2 separate regions of the Neogale vison genome follow, and region 1 is linked to region 2. A link is a contact called in public Hi-C data. All regions are on one chromosome and are shown on one strand. Each heading gives the region's core, a stretch centred on a gene start, on an enhancer-like site or on the middle of the called end of the contact. The rest is flanking DNA. Distances are from core to core; before and after follow the strand shown.

What was found. A called contact is a pair of places that touch in the nucleus more often than the background predicts.
Region 1: a Hi-C map of fibroblasts shows a contact between it and region 2, with 16 times the contacts expected there. The contact joins two enhancer-like sites. A contact is called at or near these places in 3 of 3 Hi-C or Micro-C datasets (fibroblasts, muscle and tongue).

The regions. Positions count from the first base shown.
Region 1 is chr4:215,863,719-215,869,157 of ASM_NN_V1, forward strand. CREB3L2 (cyclic AMP-responsive element-binding protein 3-like protein 2) reads right to left here. Exons shown (of 12, transcript XM_044246663.1): 6 at 5,158-5,304; 7 at 4,075-4,133; 8 at 2,702-2,770. Among named protein-coding and RNA genes, the nearest start is that of DGKI, 49 kb to the left of the region's middle. Within about 2 kb of position 4,098, the one cell type or tissue checked has open chromatin away from gene starts, as enhancers often do. A contact at or near this core is called in fibroblasts, where this site is marked.
Region 2 is chr4:215,623,617-215,628,689 of ASM_NN_V1, forward strand. DGKI (diacylglycerol kinase iota) reads right to left here. Exons shown (of 34, transcript XM_044246660.1): 4 at 3,408-3,482; 5 at 2,085-2,141. Among named protein-coding and RNA genes, the nearest start is that of DGKI, 190 kb to the right of the region's middle. Within about 2 kb of position 3,450, the one cell type or tissue checked has open chromatin away from gene starts, as enhancers often do. A contact at or near this core is called in fibroblasts, where this site is marked.

The DNA of each region.
Region 1 (5,439 bases), core at 2,848-5,347, 240 kb after region 2:
TTATTGAAATCGCCATGGCCATTATTTAAAAGGTAAAAGTAATTGGCAAAACACAGATTGTGTTACACAGAATCAGATGTACCTTATGTCAGTGTTCCTCACATGATAGCTCTTTATCAGCTTCTGACAGAAATAAGGACTCTGAGGAAATACACTGATATGAAAATATGTCCACTGCGTTCTGTTAAATGGGAAAAGCTCTTAACGAAAGAGGATGTGTATATGTATAAATACGCATGTATAAAATATTACAAAATATAAATATCTCTGGGTGAAAAGATTGCAATTTTTTCTTTTTGAACTGTAGTTTCTCATTTTTTTCTGTGATGAGGAATATATTACATGTGTAAGTTGTTTTCTTTTTGAGATAGAGAGAGAGCGAGCGAGCACACAAGTGGTGGGGGGGGCGGGGGGCACAGAGGGAGAAGCAGAGTCCCCATTGAGCAGGGAGTCCTCCATTGAGCAGCATTTGATCCCAGAACCCGGAGAGCATGACCCAAGCCTCAAGGCAGACATTCAACTGAAAAAGCCGCCCAAGCACCTGGGTTGTCTTTATTTTATTTTATTTTATTTTTTAAAGATTTTATTTATTTATTTGACAGACAGAGATCACAAGTAGGCAGAGAGGCAGGCAGGGAGAGAGAGGAGGAAGCAGGCTCCCTGCCGAGCAGAGAGCCTGATGCCGGGATCGATCCCTGGACTCTGAGATCAAGACCTGCGCTGAAGGCAGAGGCTTTAACCCAGTGAGCCACCCAGGCGCCCCACCAGGCTGTCTTTTTAAGTTTAAAAAATATAGGGGTGTCTGGGTAGCTCAGTCTTTTAAGCATCTACCTTTGGCCCAGGTAGTGATCTCAGGGTCCTGGGATCCAGCCCCAGGTATGGCTCCCTTCTCAGCGGGGAATCAGCTTCTCCCACTCCCTCCCTCCCTGCCCGTGTACGCTCGCGCTCTCTCTCTCTCTCTCTGTCTCTCTCAAATAAATAAATAAATAAAATCTTTTTTAAAAAATACAATACAGCACGGTCAGCCGGGAGAGGGGAGGAGAGGCCCTTCCTAGGAGAAGCGGGCAGCAGAGCACTTCTAATCACAAGCACCCGCTCCCCAAAGCTGAGCCCATACTGCACCTCTGCTGCCCCCGTGTGGCTGTGAGAAGACCTGGCACCTGGAGCCCTTCAACAAGGACAAACCCGGATCAAACTCCAGGATTATCTTGGATACATTCTTCTTTCTCTTTCACCAGTTCATAATGTGGATTTGTCCCACTCGTGAACATGGAGCATTGTAAGTGCTAGGATGGGCATTCAGGACGCTAACAAGTGGACACAGACTCTGGTAGGGGTTCAGGACCCAGAGATCTACTACGGCAGGAGTGAAGTTGGAGGTAAGAAGGGGCAAAGCCTAGGGAGACTACTTGACCACAGGGAACCATGAAAACAGAACCCTAAAGCGGTAACGGAAACCGTCCCCCTTTGCCGCAGGGGATCAAGGCAAGAGCACCTGGAGCCAGGGGGTGTTTATTTACTTCTGCCATCGTCTGTGGAGCACCTGAGGCAACTGCCCTCGACCTGCTGTTTGAGCACAGACGTTCCCAGAAACGCAGAGGGAAGTCCAGTGGGTTACAATGTCCGATGTTCCCACTGATGGTAGTTTAAGCTTAGAAGTAGAAAATCCTGCTGCCTAAGCATCGCACCACGAAGACGGCAACCAAATTTAGTGTTATCAAATGACAGGCAAATAGATTTAACCTGATCCCTTAATGATTGCAAAATCATTATTAGGCATTAATGCTAAGCCTTGAGATGATTAAGTAATATTCTTCTTACCTAAAAGGCTATTTTTCTCGGCTTACATTGTCAGATCTGTAACAACTAAGGGCAACAGGATCCCCTAACGAATATTTTAATTTTTAAAGTGTAGTAGGCACTGCGTACACATACACACATTCTAGATTAAACTCCCCAACTCTTAACCCTATACCTTAACCCCTTTTTGTTAATCCTATACCTCAACCCCTTTCTCTTGCATATGACCCAGGATACCACTCAATACACTTCTCTTACATTTAGGCTCCAGAGACAAGTTGCCTGCATTCAAATGCAGCTCTATTATTTTCTGTGTGACTTTGGGCATATCACCTAACCATCTGAGTCTCAGTGATCTGCTCTATATAATGGGGATATTAATAGGACCACCTCATAGGGTTGCTGGAAGGTTAAGGAGCTGACATCTGTGATGTGCTAAAAACAACATCTGACAAGAAAGGGCTAGAAGAGCCTGTTAACTCACTCTGTCTCCAGATATTTTTTTAAATGGGTTTGAAATATCATTAATTTTTATAAACTGTAACTTAAAAAAAAAACAAACCTGGTGTCCTCTTTTCCTTTCACGAATAAACACCATCTGTTACTATGATTGGGTGACAATGAAGAGGCCAGTCCCTCCCGTCCACCTCTAAAGCTGAATGTCTTTTTCATGAGAAACAAACTTACCATCCTTATTCTCCTCCAAGCTTCCTGCCATGTATTTTAGGAAAAGTAAAGAGTGTGTGTGTGTGCGTGTGTGTGCGTGCAAGTGTGCGTGTGTGGAATATGGCCATCCCGAATGCCTTCACACCTTCCTCCTACTGCACCTTCCTCCTGGATCTGCCCTTCCCCCACTTTCCATTAGGCAGTTTCAACAGCTCTTCACTCCAGCGACACTCACCTATTGGTGTTCTCCAGAACCTCTACCTTCTTCCGAAGCTCCAAGTTCTCAGTTGAACAAGACTCCACCCTACAGAGGAGCAAGAGAGAAGACATTTAGTTGTATCAGTTGAGCAAATGCAGGTGGGGTTTGGAGAAGGAGGACTGGGCTTCAGCTACTCTAGGAAAGTGAGGGAGAGAGCCCAGCCAACCTCAGTTGGGAAGAAAGGTAAGAAGACAAAAGAAAAAAAGAGAGAGAGAGAGAGATGAGTAACACGTGCCTCGGAACAAGAAAATGAATAAGGATGGTACAAACTGTAAAGTCCTAGGGTGTTCCAACCTCGATTTCTTTTATTTCATCCCTATTGCTCTCAATGTCCATCACTCATCTCCCTCATCTACAGGAGCCTGGATGCTGCTGGCTGTAGTCTTGGCCAGAAGGACTGATAGGGATAGACAAGGGAGGAGGAGAAAAACGCAACGCCTCAAGATAAGGAATCCAGCTGCAGGAACATGCCTCCCAGAGGCATTAAAGACCATCTTGACCCTGAAGCCTACAGAAAATAATGAAACAGCATGGGACTACTTCATGCTCAATTACCAACACCTAACCTAGGAATGTAGAGAGTAGGAATGTCAAGTAGGAATGTCAAGAACCAGCCAGGATCTGCTCTTCTCCCCAGACACACAGGAAGATTCACTTCCGGGTCGGGGGCCTCATTTCTGGGTCAGGGGCCTCATTTCCGGGTCAGAGGCCTCATTTCCGGGTCAGAGGCCTCATTTCCATCTTAGACGGTATTTGTTGGTCAAGTGGAGAACTATATTTCTAAGGCTAATACAAAATTGCATCTCATTCATGTTTTTCGACAGCCCTCCTGATCTTCTGGACTACTCGGAAGAACAAAGGGTGCCTTCGAGTGTTTTTGTGGGTAGTAGCTAGCTTGAAGCATGAATTACAGTGGACGGAAAGTAAAGAACGCCGGCGCCACTCGCTGCGCGGCCCATGTGCCTTCTCTAGGGCGTGAGGGATGAATTAGCACTGCTCCTTTCGGCGGAAACAGTGCCTCTCCTCTGAGGAGAGTTCCAGGAACGGGAATGAGTGTTAATATTTGCACTTGTTTGCAAGGAAGCCTTCGAGGGCTTACTCTGTTTAGAAGTGCTGTGGTACCAACGCCTGCTAAGATTGAGTGCATTTTTTAACTTAAGGCCGTCCTTGTAAAGCCTCCCCCTCTCAAATCCACTAGGTGGCAGGCAAGACCTAGGGGATGGACCAACCGGCTTTGCTGGTGGCCAGAATGAACTTGATCCACTTTCCCTGAAAACAGAAGCTTGGCACACTCCCATTTTCCTAGGCAGATCACCCAGTAACACACCCAGTTTCGGCAGGAGGCTTACTTTTTCTCCAAGCTGTCCATGTATTCTTTCTTCTTTCTCCTACTTTCCTGGGCAGAAATCTGACACAGAAGGGGAGAAGAAAGGATTAACTTCCTGCCAGCTCCAGAAGTCAGTTGTGTGTAAATGGAAGAGAGGAGTCTGTTCGCACAGAAATCCCCAGAGTCCTGCTCATTTCTGTGGCCGTTCTTCATTGAGATAACCCGCTGGCTCATCTGTGAGTCATCTCTTCTGACCTCCCTGGTTTCAACCAGCCTGTGTGGTCACTAGTTCCCACCAAAGTGGGCCCCTCATGGGAAGCCTGGCAGGCTTGAGTCAGAACAGAACATGTGGGTCACACACCATCTATGTCATCTTCAATAAATGACTTCAACTCCATGGGCCTCAGTTGGCTCAACTAGAACAAGTACACCAAGACAGTTGGGCTTGGTCAGACATAACCCCCTTCCTGGTTCTGCACAGGGACCAAGAGTGGTAACTGAACTCTCTTTTTCTTTCTTTCTCTGTCTCTTGCCTTCTGGCCTGTCTGTACCCTAGCCATGCCCCCTGAACTCACCAGTCCTGATTTGCCCTGTAGGGACCTAGGGCTAGGAGACTACTAAATCCAGGCATAGGACAGCAGATTACAGGATTTTTTTTTTTTAAATCAAAAACCTAGTAAAAAAATTAAACACCCATAATGCATTTATATTATTTATAAATTATATACATGCCCACGAGAAGGAAATATTGTGTATACCATAAAACAGAAACTTAAAAGGCTGATGTAAAAAATATTAATGGGAGTTCTAATGTTTTCCTCTTAGCCCGGAATGGATCCCCATGGGCACCAAGGAATAGGCACACCCAATTTGGGATCCACTGACACAGAGGATGGGTAGAGGGACTAGAGGAACACAGAGGTCAGTGGGGACTGTGTTCCTGCTCCCCACTGAGGGGAAGGGCAAGACTGAGCCTTGTCCCCCTTGTCTTCCCTCCATGAGATGGGCCAGTGTTGGCCACTGGGAAGAGGGGGAATGGGGGTACCCAGGCTTAATTCTTGTCATGGTCTCTGATCATAAAAGCTCCTCGATTTAAAGGGCTCACCTTGTTCTTGATTTTCCTCCGAATCTTCTTCAAAGCCTTCTCCTCTGATTTTGTTAGAGGCAATTTGGTGGGGATGGGATAGCCCTCGGCGATCAGGGTCCTCTTCTCCTCTTCTGTCAGGACCAGTGGACCTGACCCTTGCAGTTTCTGTGCAGATTAAGAGGCAGAAAAAGGGTCAAAGCAGAACAAGTGGGCAACACTCAAGAAACATGCAGAATTCAGGGGCGCATGGGTGGCTCAGTGGGTTAAGCCTCTGCCTTCGGCTCAGGTCATGATCCCAGG
Region 2 (5,073 bases), core at 2,200-4,699:
TTCTTTTTTCACAATGTCTTCTTCATTGTCATTAAAATGTCAGGGACCCTCTCTGGACTCCAAGAACTTCTCTCTTCCTCTTCTACACGTTCATCTATTCTCATAGCTTTACTGTCTATCTACATACGTGCTGACAATTCAAGATGTCTTATCTCTAACCCAATCTTCTTCATAAGCTCCAAACTCATGTTCCCACTCAGCTTGCTACTGGGTGCCTCCAACTGAGGTCTCAAGGACACTACACACTTGAAAACTCTACAACTAAAGTCATCACCTTACCACCCCACTCCATTCTCATCGGTTTTCCAGGGAAGAAGCCTGGTTTACTCTGGGCTCCTCCATCTTTGTGTCCAGCATCCAATCAATGATTAAATCCTGTCAATTTTATTCCCTTCAAATTCATATGTACCAATTATCTCCACCCTCAGTATTACTCCTAGTTCAGATCACCACAAGAAAAGCTCCTTAATTTCCCTCCATGCCTCCAATACGGTTGCTCTTGAACTATATGGTATTCCTTCCACAAAGAAGCCAGAATAATATATTCTACTTAAAATAGTTTAATGCTCCAGGGCACCTGGGTGGCTCAGTTGGTTGGACATTCAACTCTTGATTTCACCTCAGGTCATGATCTCAGGGTGGTGAGATCGAGCCCTGCATCAGCAGGGAGTCTGCTTGGGATTTTCTCTCGTCCTCTCCCTCTGCCCCTCCCCGCCCCCACTCTCTCTTCCTCTCTCTCTCCCTCAGAAAGATAAATAAATTTAAAAAAATAGTTAATGCCCCTCCCCCAATTACCATGATGATGGAACACTCAACTTGTAACATGGCTTACAAGGACCTTCATGGCCTAGCCCCTGCTTATCTCTTGGATTTCATGTACTTCTTATGTTCTCTCTCGTTTTTGTGCTTGGGAGCATGTGCTCTTTCTGTCTAGAAGGCTGTCACCTCCTAACTACCCTCCTTCACTTACATTACTCCTCTGGGCCTCAGCTTACTTGCCATCTCTTCCAGGAAGCACCTTCTCTTGGTATCCCACCCCTCACCTGTTCATCAGTGCACAGAGCTAGTTTGAGGAGTGCACCAGCTGACGGTTTCCAAGGAGCTAAATCTATATGCGCAACTGAAAATAATCTCACTGGGCATGAAATGAAATGGAGAACATGCATTTCACAAAAATGATACTTACCACACTTTGTCTTATGAAGAGCTCCACACACCCTGGCCAACACCTGGGCAGCTGAACTGTGTTCTAAGAAGGGTGGGCTCTGTTCATTGCAGGCTTTTGTTTTGCCAGTTGAAGAGCGCAATTTGGGACCTGGAGCTAGACTCTCCAGGATAACACAGGAGGGCTGAGAACCTCTACCAACTACCTCACCTTCTCTAACTTTTCCACATGTGCTCCATGTCCTCAAAAAAAAAAAAAGAGCCCAACGAGCGAGTCTGACTGAGTGCAGGTCTCCTCCTGTCCTCCCACTGCTTCCCACTAACAGAACAACTGCTCCTCACTGTGACTTCCTGTTTCCCTGTTTGTCTTCACGACTGGGCCGTGAGGCCAAGGACTGAGCACCGAATGTAGTTCTTCCACCTATCTTCCTCCCTACGACTTAGCAGATCAAAAGTGCAATTCAGAAAGACGGGGTAAGGAGCCTCAAATCAGATGGCATCTAGACGAGTATGGAAGCCAACCTGGTTTCAGAGTTCATGGGAAAGCTCAGTATCTACGCTATCCCCTCAATAGCTTCTACCCACTCAAAATTGGAAAATAGAGTTAAAACGGGCCATAAGATGATAAAATTGGTATTTACTTCTTACCTCTTCAATTCTACCACCACCTCTGTACCTCTGTACCTGTTCATTAAGATCTTAGCTCCCAGTGCATTTCACGAGAACAGTAAAGGACAGTACACACATGCTAAAGAGAACGCGAGATTTTACTCAGGGCATTTATTGATGTATTAACAAGAAACCAATGTGGAATGGAGGGAGCTAGACTTTAGTTTTTAAATCCCTGGTGAACGCCTGTTAGACCAGTGCATCAATGAGAAATAAAGGTGGTATCTGAAGTCAAGCTCTGAAACACTCACTTCTCTCGGTGATCTTGAGCCCCCTTCTCGAAATGTCGGTTTACATCTGAAATTAATCTGTCATTTAAAAAGAAAAGTGTATTACATTAGGGATAAGCACCAGACTATACTGACTTACCTGAACAAAGCAATAGTGACACATATGGAGACTACAAAACAAAACCCCCAAAGAACAAGGAACACAGTATAACTCTTAAAATCATCACCCTAGATAATCATAGAGAGCCCAGGTGATTCTGTATCTCCAATGCATGTCTCTTCATTCTCATTGATGAAATCAACTTATCTCTAAATAATAACCCCCTTACACTGTAAATTTGAGAAAAGGAGATAGAGAGGAAGAGAAAATATGTAAGGCAGATGAAATTACGGAGCTTTGTTTCAGATTTTAAAAGCAGGAAAACATCAACTTGAGGAATTGTGATGATGATAATTCACACACAGAAATTTTCTTTAAGTCTTCAGTACTGCCTTTCTTTTACACACAGGCAGGTCTCCCGGTAACATGTCCACCTTCTTTAGTTACTTGAGAAGGTGAAAGGAATATAGAAATGAAGGAGGACATAGTAAATGGGGTTGGAACAGCAAAAAGAAAAAAAAAAGTGTGTGTGTGTGTGTGTGTGTGTGTGTGTGTATACACATATACATATAAATGTTAGTAGCCATCCCTACAAAACAGCAGTTGGCAACAATCGGTAACATGGTCATTAAAACAATGAATGTTGCAGGGGATGAAACTATTTCAACATGCAGCAGCTCAAAAACATAGGTAACAGGGAGACTGACGTGTAGAAAGAGATGAGAGGCAAGAAGGAGAAGACGGCAGACAACACATTCACGCCTGGAGCCTCCCCTTTCCCACAAATGACTGATCAACGGACTCTGCAGAATCTACTTCTTCGGGAGGCGAGACAGCACGGGGATGTCACCCCCAGCCCACCCAGTGGAACACCGCCCCAAGGAAGGAAGGAGAGCTGCCTTCTGGTCTGACTCTCTTCTTTGCCTCCACTTTAGGAAGAGGAAACTCACAAATGTCAGGCGAATCTAAACAATGATTTCAAAGAACTTATTTTTCTTAAGGAAAGAAAAAAAAATCTTGTGGGAAATTCTATGGGTGAATAACAATGTTTGTCATTATAAAAAAAATAATAATATAACTCTTGTGTACCAGGCTTTTCTCTCTAGCCTGGTAACAAGGCTGGTCTTCCAGTGTTTGAAAAGGGCGCAGTTTTGAAAAAAGTTGAGAATAAGAAGTGACAGCTGGTCTTAGGAGGCCAAACACCTGCAATGTAGCCACCACTGCAGCAGGTGGCGCTGTCTCACCTTTTCTAGCTGTTCAATGCAGGCAGTGTGGACGACGATCTTACAGACCGCACACTTCCTCCTCAGGGCCGATTTCTACAACATTCAATTCAAAATACAAGAGGAAATGTTAACAGTCTGCTCTGGAAAGTTCCCTGGCATTAAAGAGAGTATACATAATGAAAGCAAACATAAGCAAATGCTGAACATGAAAATATGGCGAACTTGAGTCTTCTGACCCACCCCCTGCCTCTGTATCTGGATGACCTAGGGTGGCTAGACTTTTCTCCAAAATGTAATATTTATAATAGCTGCTATATATTGAGCATATAATATGAACCAGGCTCCTTATTCTATCTTTCTAAAGTTTTATAACCTAATAACGTAGGCACTAGTAGCCTCCATTTTTATGGGTTTCTTGGCTTGTTTTCATCTTTTTGCATTTTTACGCAGTAGTTAAGCAGCAGAACCAACATACAGAATTAGGTCTAAGCTCAAGAGCCAACATCCCAAGGGACCAATCGCTTTAGGCTTCTATCCCAGGCATGAATCTCTACAAAGCTACTTGGGTCTTCCCCCAAGTCATCAGCAAAGTAGTAAGACGAGCCTAACTCCTCCACCTGGTAATAACAATAAACAGTAAAAAATAGCAGCAGGAGCCACTAACATGAATGCAGGACTCGCTGGGAGTCAGGCACTCAGAAGCACTTCACAAACAGGAACTCATTTAACCTTCGACAGCGCTACGACATCGGTAGTACTTTTATTCCCATTTCACAGATAAGAAAGCTGTGGCCCAGAATGCAAGGGGTGTGAGGTCTCATAATGAGGACCCAGCAGAGCAGGGGAGCCCAGGTCGGAGCTCATGCTTGTCTGCATGACCCAATTTGGCCTCTTGGACGGTCAGTACCAGTTTCGATGCACAATAAAATACTTTTTGAGGTGCATACTTCTTCAAACAATTAAAAAAAAAAAAAAAAGCAGTAGGGTAGGAAAGGAACAGGTGCAATTTTGACCATGCCAGGGCCACGTAAAATCCACGCAAAAACACCGGGGCCTCCCCACAAAGCCCAGGCTAGAAGGCAGGTCCGCATGAGTAACTGGGGTTTGAGCACGGAAAGCGGCTTAATATAACAAAGCTAATCTGTGAAACGGGGACTCAAAGCATCCAAGTGTGAAAAGCCTCGAGTCCTTATTCTTAGGAAAGGTGCTGGGAGAGATTGCTGGCAAACTGCCCTCTTCTGATGTGTGGCTTCCCCTGTGGAGATATAATTTTTGAGCCAAGAATTGAGGCATTGCTACTCCCGAGTAAGTTTAGAAGGACTACAAGCCCTCCCCTTGGAAGCGGCCATGTTAGGAACTCGGCAGACACAGCCTGCTCCCTCCCAGACGGTTCCATGCATTCAACATGGGTTATGCACATTCTTCTCTGCCTCCCACGAGGCACCCAGAACCCTACAGCAACTCCGCTTGCAGTCTAGACACCCGCTGACTGAGGTTTAGTTACCGCCTCGCAGACAGCTCTCCTCTGCCCGAGGAAAGAACATGGTCTGGAACATTGCAAAAGTTTGACAATCAATTGATTTTGCAAAGAACAAAGAAAAACAGAAACCCAAGTGTCTAGCCACACTACTGGAAAATGTCTCAGCTCTACTACTGAAAAGACAGGGGGGAGGAAGAGGGGGTG